Regions from separate parts of the Macaca mulatta genome. Here region 2 is linked to region 1. Evidence: chromatin contacts called from public Hi-C data. All regions are on one chromosome and are shown on one strand. The core of a region is the stretch at or near the end of the contact, and the rest is flanking DNA. Distances in the headings are between cores, read along the strand shown.

The links. Hi-C and Micro-C count contacts between places; a contact is called where the count stands out from the background.
Region 2: a Hi-C map of fetal cortex germinal zone shows a contact between it and region 1, with 3 times the contacts expected there. The contact joins the promoter of ERO1B here to the promoter of LGALS8 in region 1. A contact is called at or near these places in 2 of 14 Hi-C or Micro-C datasets (fetal cortex germinal zone and liver).

The regions. Positions count from the first base shown.
Region 1 is chr1:12,557,100-12,561,976 of T2T-MMU8v2.0, forward strand. It overlaps LGALS8 (galectin 8), which reads right to left and starts at 2,584. Exons shown (of 10, transcript NM_001266745.1): 1 at 2,543-2,584; 2 at 519-662. The coding sequence starts at 563.
Region 2 is chr1:12,768,207-12,773,051 of T2T-MMU8v2.0, forward strand. ERO1B (endoplasmic reticulum oxidoreductase 1 beta) reads left to right here and starts at 1,647. Exons shown (of 16, transcript XR_013416001.1): 1 at 1,647-1,921.

The DNA.
Region 1 (4,877 bases), core at 1,334-3,833:
GGGTTCTAGGACCAGCCTGAACTGCACGAGACCCTTTACTACTTCTCACTCTCCGTCTCCCCACTGGCTTTTGACATTTTCCCTGCTCAAGTGCCAAGCAGTATTTGAAAGGCTGAGGGAAAGATCGGGACACTAACTTCTCATGGACAGCTCTAATTAAAAAAGAAAATGAAAAACTTGTAGAGTAAGAAATCCATTTGCCTTTAAAAACTAAAATTTATGATTAGCTGAGCCTCCTCCCATTACCAAAAGTTGGCATTCCCTCCACTCTACCCAGACGTTCCCTGTTTATAACACTGTTTCATCACGTCATATTGCCATCGTGACTTCTTCCTCCACTAGAGGACGACAGCTGTTTTGTAGTCAGCGCCCACCACCATCCCTATTACATAGTAGGTGCTTTAAATATGTTCGCTGGCTTTTATTTTTGCCCTGTCTCCCAATGGATAATTAATATTGTATTGGATCTGCTCTCAATCCTGGCATAGGTAAAACGTTGTTTTCTAGAACTCAGTTACCGGGTTATAGATGATATTCTGTAGGTTGTTTAATGACAACATCATCCTTTTCCAGCTTCTTGTTGGAGTCTCTTCTGTGTATGACCTGAGATTTTAGGCCAGTTTCATTTAAAGGTTACCTGGATTGAAACTGAGGCACTGGCCCTGTGTAAAGTAAAAACAGAGGAAAAGAAAAGTAAGCATGCAGCATTTTTCTTCATATCCTATTTTAAAATTTAAATTATACATTATGTTACTGATATTTACCAAATAATAGAATGTTATTACAATCAAAGATCTGCCTCCCATTCTTACCAGTGTGCTCATATACTAAACAATTTTGGATTGTGAGTGTAGGAAATACTGACTTAGAAAATACATCAGTAGAAAATTTCTAACATGGAATTTATTATTAAAAATACTAAAATAGGCCAGGCATGGTGGCTCACGCCTGTAATCCCAGCACTTTGGGAGGCCAAGGCGGGTGGATCACCTGAGGTCAGGAGTTCGAGACCAGCCTGAACAATATGGTGAAATCCCATCTCTACTAAAAATACAAAAATTAGCCAGATGTGGTGGCATGCACCTGCAGTCCCAGCTACTCAGGAGGCTGAGACAGGAGAATTGCTTAAACCTGGGAGGTGGAGGTTGAAGTGAGTCAAGATCGTGCCACTGCACTCCAGCCTGGGCAACAGAACGAGGCTCCATCTCAAAAAAACAAACTAATTAATTAATGGCCATTACTAATCAAACAGTCCTGTACAATTATCAGAGGTATTCATTTCACTTTTCATTTCCATAAAAGGACAATAATTACAGTATTCACATCATTGGTTTGTTCTGAGGATTGAGTTAATAAAATAGTGAAAGAGTAAGTGCTATGTTAGCTATTATTATTGTGAATAAAAAGAATTGCTCTTCTTCCTCCAATTTAAACAAATCAAGGTGTGGAAATCCAATAATTTTAATACTATTAAGATACAATTTTCTCTGCTGCTTTAAAAAAAAAAATCACAGGGCAGGGGAGTGTTGGAAAGCATTAGCCACATTTTTTAAGATAAAAGCACCCATGGACACTACATTTAATAACTCTAGGAAAAACTCGATGACTTTAAGCAGAACTAAAGGGGAAACGAAACTAGAGCTTCCTGTATTTTACTTCCAGCAATTGTCATTATACCGCACACCAACAATACACACCGATCAAATCTATTACTTTTTCTTTATTAAGAAAAAAACTGTACCCCTCTTGGTTTACCACCTAAATATAACCCCAGTCTATGTCATTAACTTAATTCGTTAGTCAAAACCTCAAAACTCTGGCTCCGTGACTCAATACAGGAAGCAAGAACAAGAGCAAAAAGAATGGATGCCGAGTTGCCATACACATGTGTGATAACCAGCGAGTGACCCAATTTAAATCATCGGCTTGCATTAAATCACGCAACCCCTGAAGTATCCCCAGGGACAGGTCCCGCCAGCATGACCACTTCGTATGCATCACAAGAAGCCATCACTTAAGTTTCACGTACGGTCAAAGGAAGTCACATGACTTGCCCTTTGTAATGTTTAATACTGCAGTCAAATGACTCGGCATCCTAAAGCGCGTGTTAGAGGGAGGGAAAGCAATGTCACTACAAATTCCGGGACGGAAGCTTCCCCAGATTCCTCCACTTGAAGGTGGCTCTAGGCCTCAGGTTAGGAGGGAACAGGGTAGAAAGCAGCACAGGTGCGGTGGATTTGCAGCGAGGAGACACCCCAGGACAAACAGCCTGACTCCAGCCAGGGATGTACAAGAAAGGCCGCGACTCCTGATAACCCCTTATGCCCCGGAGCAACCTCGCCTGCAGAGGCAGCGTCCCCGCCACCCAGCCCCGGCTCTGCCGCGGTGAGGACCTGCGGGTTGGGGTGGACTGGACACTGTCCCACCCATCAAATTGTGATTTAGGAGGCGTGACATCCGAATGCCATCCTCCACTGGCGAGGCCCTCAGAGCAGCCACTCCCCTAGCGACTGTCCCAGTGGCCGGGGGTCGCGCTACTCACCCAAGGACTGGTGTTTCAGGCGCTCCACGGAGCAAGTTGTTTGTCAGCCGCTAGGTGCCGTCCGGTTCCCGGCTGGGGCGTCCGTGGGCGGCTACGGGAAGCGACAGGAGTCAGTCCTCGTTCACTTCCTGGCTCTCCCGCTGTGGTCTCCCCACCCTACCCGCGCTGCGCCGTCTGTGTATGGAGCGTCCCTGGCGGCTCTGCTGGATTTTGGACAGGGACCCGCCACTGATCGCCACCCAGCTCGGCCTCCTGCACAGCCTCTGGGGCCTTGGACCGCGACTGGCTTGCTGTGGGAGAGCACAGAAGATAAGGACAAAGAATGTGTCCTGGGTGGATCTGGCTGCCTTTGCCCCGAAGGCGGAGTGGGTGGAAGGTGGTAGGAAAATGGGAAGGAAAGAAGAGAAAGGCTTTCTCTTCCGCAGCAAGTGGGCCAACGTCCACTTGGCTGTTCCAGGCCTCCAGGTCTAGGAGGGCGCTCAGGGCTGGGACTTTCCGGGACCCGGGGTGATCACCGCACAGGCCCCGCCTGCCTGGACCCAGCGCTGGCCTTCCCGGGGCGCCCAGGTCCACGGGGTCAATGCCAGGGTTTTCTCAGCTTCCTCGTCTGCCTCGGAACGGAGTCCAGACAGTGCCAGAAGAGACCTGAAGGCACTGCTTTTTGAAGGTACACACCTCTGGATGTAGGCGAAACTGGGGGAAGGGTTCAGTACCTTGGACTGTGCCCAGCTCAAAGCGCCCCATCCGTTAGTGATAACATGGACTCGCAGCCACTCCGCGTCACTCGCTAGTTACCCTGCGCGTGGGTGTTTTCTCCAAATTGGACACTTAGGGAACAGTTTAAGCAGTATGGAGCACAATTCTGTGCGTATTAGATGCTCCGTAAATACCCAACTTCTCAGGGCTCTACACTGATAGTTTGACCTATTGGCTGTAAACACACCAGCCAGAAATATAAATAAAGTTTGAAACAAAGTCATGTCAGCCACTTGGAATGGCTTGCTGCTTATTGTTTGTTTTGTGTTAGGGACCTCAAAGTTCTCATCTTCTCTACTTAACTTTTATCCACATTTGTTTGGAAAGATATATTTTAGTGTCACCAACATGGGCTTTCTCCTCCTTGGCTTTTGTTTTCATTATTTTTTATTTTAATCGAGGAATTCATTACAAGTCCCATAACTGGGAACTCATGTTCTGATTCACTGTTGCTTTTCTCTCCTCCTTACCCATTTTCCAAGTTAGATACACTTCTCAAGATCCAATTTGAATAAGTGAATTTACCCTTGACATACACTGCCTTGGATTTATAGTTATCTTCTGGTGTGTGTCGTGTGTTTTATCTGTCCAACTCGACTGTAGTTTGAGAATGAACTTGTCTTATACATTCCCCAGTGCATAGTGTAATGCTTTGCATAAAATAGATATCAATGTTAGGTTGAAGTGTTAGATTATTGATAAAGTCAGGAGCAACTGAATATCTTCACAATTCTGCCTGAGTCTCCCCCGCCCCCACCCCCTTTGAGACAGGGTTTCTCTCAAGTGATCCTCCCACCTCAGCCTCAGGAGTAGCTGGGACTACAGACACACACCACTATGCCCAGCTAATTTAAAAAATTTTTTTTTGTAGAGACGGGGTCCACTATGTTGCCCAGGCTGGTCACAAACTCCTGGGCTCACAGTATCTTCCTGCCTTGGCCTCCCACAATGCTGAAATTACAGACGTGAGTCACCAAGCTGGGCCCTGAGTCTACCTAGTACTTCTCCTTTACAAAGCTAAAATAAGTTGAAATAAGTACACATAAATGCTGTGTTTCTTTCGTAAGTCATATTTAGGCACAAATGGGGCTGAGTAAAAGGGCCAGAGAGTGAACAAAGAAAATCTGGATTAAAATGTTCATAAATCCTAAGAACTTATTCCTAGAAATATCTCCCTCATTTGGCACTGTTGTTCAACTAGCCCAGTGTGTAATTTTAAATAAGCAAATATTCACTGAATGCCTATCATGGCCAGGCACAGCAGTAAAGAATACTAGCATGCAAAGGACCTCATGGGCCCTTCTAGATAGAGTCCCACATCTCTTACATTATTACTGCAGTACCCAAATTGGTCTCCCTATTTTCGCCCTTGCCCCTCTGCAATTCAGTCTCAACACAGCAGCCAGAGAAATCATGATAAAACGTAATTCAGATCATGTTAATCCCTTACTAAAAACTACTTTTTTTTGGTTTTTTTTTTTGACAGTCTCACTCTGTCGCCCAGGTTGGAGTGGAGTGCAGTGTTGCGGTCTCAGCTCGCTGCAGCCTCCGCCTCCCACGTTCAAGTGATTCATGTGCC
Region 2 (4,845 bases), core at 397-2,896, 210 kb after region 1:
ATGTTGGTCAGGCTGGTCTCGAACTCCCGACCTCAGGTGATCCGCTCGCCTCAGCCTCACAAAGTTCTGGGATTACAGGTGTGAGCCACCGCACCCAGCCCGTTTTTTTGCTTTTAAACTAGGGAAGATCTGGATAGTTTGGAGGCAGAAGGGAAAGAGTTGCTGGAGAGGAAAAGGACAGGCAGGGCTGGCTTCATGGGCATGTGATCTGTGCAGTCAGCAACCCCAGGACCCTGCATTTGGTTTAATGCTCTGCTGGTTCTGAAAGGTATAAACCACTATGTGGTAGGCTAATTAATGGCCCTCTATTTATAGATCCTTATCCTAATCTCTGGAACTTGTGAATATATTATCCAACATGGCAAAAGGGACTTTGCAGATGTGATTAAGTTAAGGATTTTGAGATAGGATGGTCTGTAACCAATGTAATCACAAGGGTCCTTATACAAGAGAGACAGAAGAGCTAGGGTCACAAGAGAAGGCATGTGACGAGGGAAGCAGAAGGAGTGAAGAAGATGTGACCATAATGTGAGGTCATGAGGCAGGAAATGCAGGTGGCCTCTGGAAGCTGGAAAAGGTAAGGAAACACATTGTCCCCGAGAGCCTCCAAAAGCAACACAGCCCTACAGGTCCATTTTGGACTCCTGATCTCCGGAACTATAAGATAATGAATTTCTTTTGTTGTATGCAACTAAATGTGTGATAGCTTCTTATAGCATCAATGAGAAACTAATACTTGCCACATAAACACAAGGGAGATGTATTATTCGTTTTGTAGAAATCAAAGACATTAATAAAACTAATAGCAGTTACCATTTATTGAGTACTTCCTAGGTGCTAGGCACTATACTCAGGTTTTTCTGCATCTAATCTTATGTAGCCCTAGAACAAGATATGGGGTGGGAATTAAGGCCCAATAACTAACTAGAATGTTTTAGAGTTGGGATCTGCGCCCAAACTATGTCACTCTAAGTTTTTCTGTTTTACCCCATCCCCATATTTCATCATAAACCTTTCGGTTTGTCTTCATTCTTCAGCATGTGTTATACTTGCACGTGTCAATCTAGGAGTCGGGCGGGGGCAGGGCAGGACATGACATCCACATCTAGGGTGCATGAAATTAAAAAAAAGCCGAAGCCACCTCTACAAGTCACAGGTGGCTTACATAGGCACCCACAGCAGATGTCAGGCTACAGGAAAATGATGAGACAAAGAATACGCTTCAGACCGAAAGTCAAAGATCCCGCACCGTTAGTTCCTAACTCTCCCGCATACTGGGTGAATCCTGGAGCCTGGCGGGAGCCACAGCACGGACCGACGCAGGGAGGTCCCCAGCCTGGTTTCCCGGAGAAGAGGTCGCCCCTCTTCCCCCGCCCGCACCTCCGGGTGTTTTGGAGGCCCGCGTGGTCCCGCCTCATTGGCCGCCGTGGAGTCCGAGGCCTCGGGGAGGCGGAGCGGCTTTCGCAGTTGTAGTTCCCGAGTCCTCTAGTTTGTCGGCTCCGCCTTCCTGCCGCAGCGCCTAAGCGGCCTCCCAGGACCACAACTCCCACAAGGCCCCGCGCTCGGGGGGCGTGGCCGATGAGCCGAGCGAGCTGGGGGCGGGGCCGTCTGGGGGATGATGTAGGGGAGCTTGCCTTTCCTGCCTCACTCGCAGCTGCCGGGTATTTCGGAGAGTCTCCCGCCTCTGGACCGGCGTGCAAACCTCTGATCCTGGAGCCGCTCGGCCGCTGGGAACCGTCCCCTTGGGTCGTCGCCCGGGCCGCCCGCCGTTCCCCGGCCCCGAGGGACCCGGCTGGCAGCGGCGTGGGGAGAGATCAGCATGAGCCAAGGGGTCCGCCGGGCAGGCGCTGGGCAGGGGGCAGCGGCCGCGGTGCAGCTACTGGTCACCCTGAGCTTCCTCCGGAGTGTCGTCGAGGCGCAGGTAAGCCCGAGTGATGGCGGGCCGGGAACCCCCGGCCGAACACCCGCGGCCGCTACACACGGGCCGTGGCTGTGGTGCGGGGAGGGCCAGGCCGGGCCGGGCCGGAACAGAGGTGATTTCTGGTGAGCAGAAAACCCGGGGAGCAGAGACCTGACCGTCCAGTGCGGGAAACATCTGCGAACCGCCCGCAGGGCGGGGGGACGACGACACTCCGGGTAATGGCAGTCAAAAGAGGAAGATGGTGACGGTCCCCTGAGCTGTTTTCGTTTTTTCCTCTCGATGTTTTAAGCGGCTGGGAGTGTGGCGGGAGATGAGACGGGCATGAACCCCCTCGGCTGTCTTGCGAAGGGGTCGAGCGCCTAGAGAAACGGTGTCGTCCTTCCCTTCAGGAGTTAGCGAGGGAGGGAGACTGAGAGTAGGGGGCACTCCGCAGACCCCCGAGGCCCCGCCAGGCTCAGAGGAATTGGGAGGGGACAAGACTTCACTCACTTGAACTTTCGGACTAGAGCTTTCTGGGCTTTTACCCTTCCTCGAGCACCTTCCCTTGCTCAAGATTGCTTTGTTTTTACCCAGCTGAGCTGTGTCTGCCAAGTGGCATCGCCACTTAAGTCCCAGTACGAGACTGGGGGGTCTGAGTCTGGCGTTGTGGCTCGTGGATGGAGGCTCTGGCTCAGGCAGTCGTGAGGTGCTGGCTGGCTGGTGATGTGAAGAGATGATTACAAGTGTTCTCAATGTGCTAGAAATCCGAGGCTTAGCTGACCAGATCCTTTCGCCTTCAGAGAGGTGTTTGCTTCTATTCAGTAGAATTTGAATTGATTGCCAGGTGCTGCTGCCTGTTGTCTGCACCTGCTGCAAGGGCCAAAAAAATAAAACGAAAGTCTCAGGGGGCCTGATAATGAGGGGGAGATGTCATTTGAAGCAATTAGTGCTCATCTAAGAAAAATTGAAGGTTGACTATGAGTGTAACCGTGAAAACATGTTTTTCTGAATTGAGTCACTTTATTTCATGGTTTTATGGTACCCTGCACTAAATCCCAGAGTGCCTGAATGGTCCATTTGTGTCTGTGAACCATAAAAATAAAAGGGGCAGACTTTTTGGTGTTGGGGAACATGTTAAAATGCAGATTCTCCGGCCTCCAGATTATTGATTGAATGGATCTGGAATGTGGCCCAGATAACAGCATTTTAAACAAACATTGCAAGTACAGTAACTGTAGCAAAGTTATCTTTTGATTACCTCTTGGACCTCACTTGGAAAACACTGAAATAGAATAGATAGTGGTAGTCTGGGCAGACTTACGAAAGTACATTTTCCAAATTGTCTTTGGCAAAATTATTTTCTAGTCACTAGTTTCTGAGTGAAATTTACAATTAGATATTTTTCTAAAATGAGATTTCCCATTTTCTCTTTTTATATAGCATATATTAATTTATGCTTATCTAGAAACTTCATTTTAGATTTTTTCATTTACCACTAATTATGTGTAACTAATGTTTTATAATTTCACCTGTATTTTTAAAATTTTTGCATAGAGATGGGGACTTACTATGTTGTAGGGCTGATCTTCAACTCCTGGCCTCCAGCAAGTTTCTTACTTTGGCTTCCCAGGTGCTGGGCTTACAGGTATGAGCCACTGTGCCTGGCCTGCCCCTGTACTTTTAATTTCATTATATTCAAATGAATATAAATATAGTTCAACAGTTAAAGATTTGTGAATATTTGAAGTAGCATTGTGCCAACAGTCTTCCAAGTGAATATATTTGTTTTTTGTTGCCAGCTGTACTTTCTTTCTTTTTTTCTTTATTTTTTGAGACAATGTCTCGCTCTGTTGGCTAGGCTGGAGTGCAGTGGCATGTGTTGGCTCACTGCAACCTCTGCCTCGCGGGTTCAAGCAATTCTCCCTGCCTCAGCTTCCCAAGTAGCTGGGATAACAGGTGCTTGCCACCCCACCTGGCTAATTTTTGTATTTTTGTTTGTTTGTTTGTTTAGTAGTGATGGGGTTTTGCCATGTTGGCCAGGCTGGTCTCGAACTCCTGACCTCAGGTGATCCGCCTGTCTCGGCCTCCTAAAGTGCCGGGATTACAGGCATGAGCCACCGCGCCAAGGCCACCAACAGTACTTTCTACTGTACTGTTTTGCTCTTTTTTTTTTTTTTTTTTTGAGTCGGAATCTTGCTCTGTGTCACCTAGACTGGAGTGCGGTGGCACCATCTTGGCTCACTGAAGCCTCCACCTCCCGGGTTCAAGTGATTCTCCTGTCTCAGCCTTCCAAGTAGCTGGGACTACAGGCGTGTGCCACCACACGTGGCTAATTTTTTATTTTTTAGTAGAGATGGGGTTTCACCACATTGGCCAGGCTGGTCTCGAACTCCTGACCTCAGGTAATCCACCCGCCTTGGCCTCCCAAAGTGCTGGAATTACAGGCGTGAGTCACCACGCCTGGCCTGATCATCTTTTAGATAGTACTTTAATCTGTAAAATGGTTACAGATTATCTCATTTTATTTGATACATCTCTCCGAAATGGGACCATTGAGATAACTGAAGTTCAAGAAACGTAAATGTCTTTTTTTTTTTTTTTTGAGACGGAGTCTGGCTCTGTCGCCCAGACTGGAGTGCAGTGGCCTGATCTCAGCTCACTGCAAGCTCCGCCTCCCGGGTTCCTGCCATTCTCCTGCCTCAGCCTCTGGAGTAGCTGGGACTACAGGTGCCCGCCACCTCGCCCGGCTAGTTTTTTGTATTTTTTAGTAGAGACGGGGTTTCACCGTGTTAGCCAGGATGGTCTCGATTTCCTGACCTCGTGATCCGCCCGTCTCGGCCTCCCAAAGTGCTGGGATTACAGGCTTGAGCCACCGCGCCCGGCACGTAAATGTCTTAAATGAGCGAGTGACATTACAGTGGAGCCATAATGTGGAACCCCTTCTG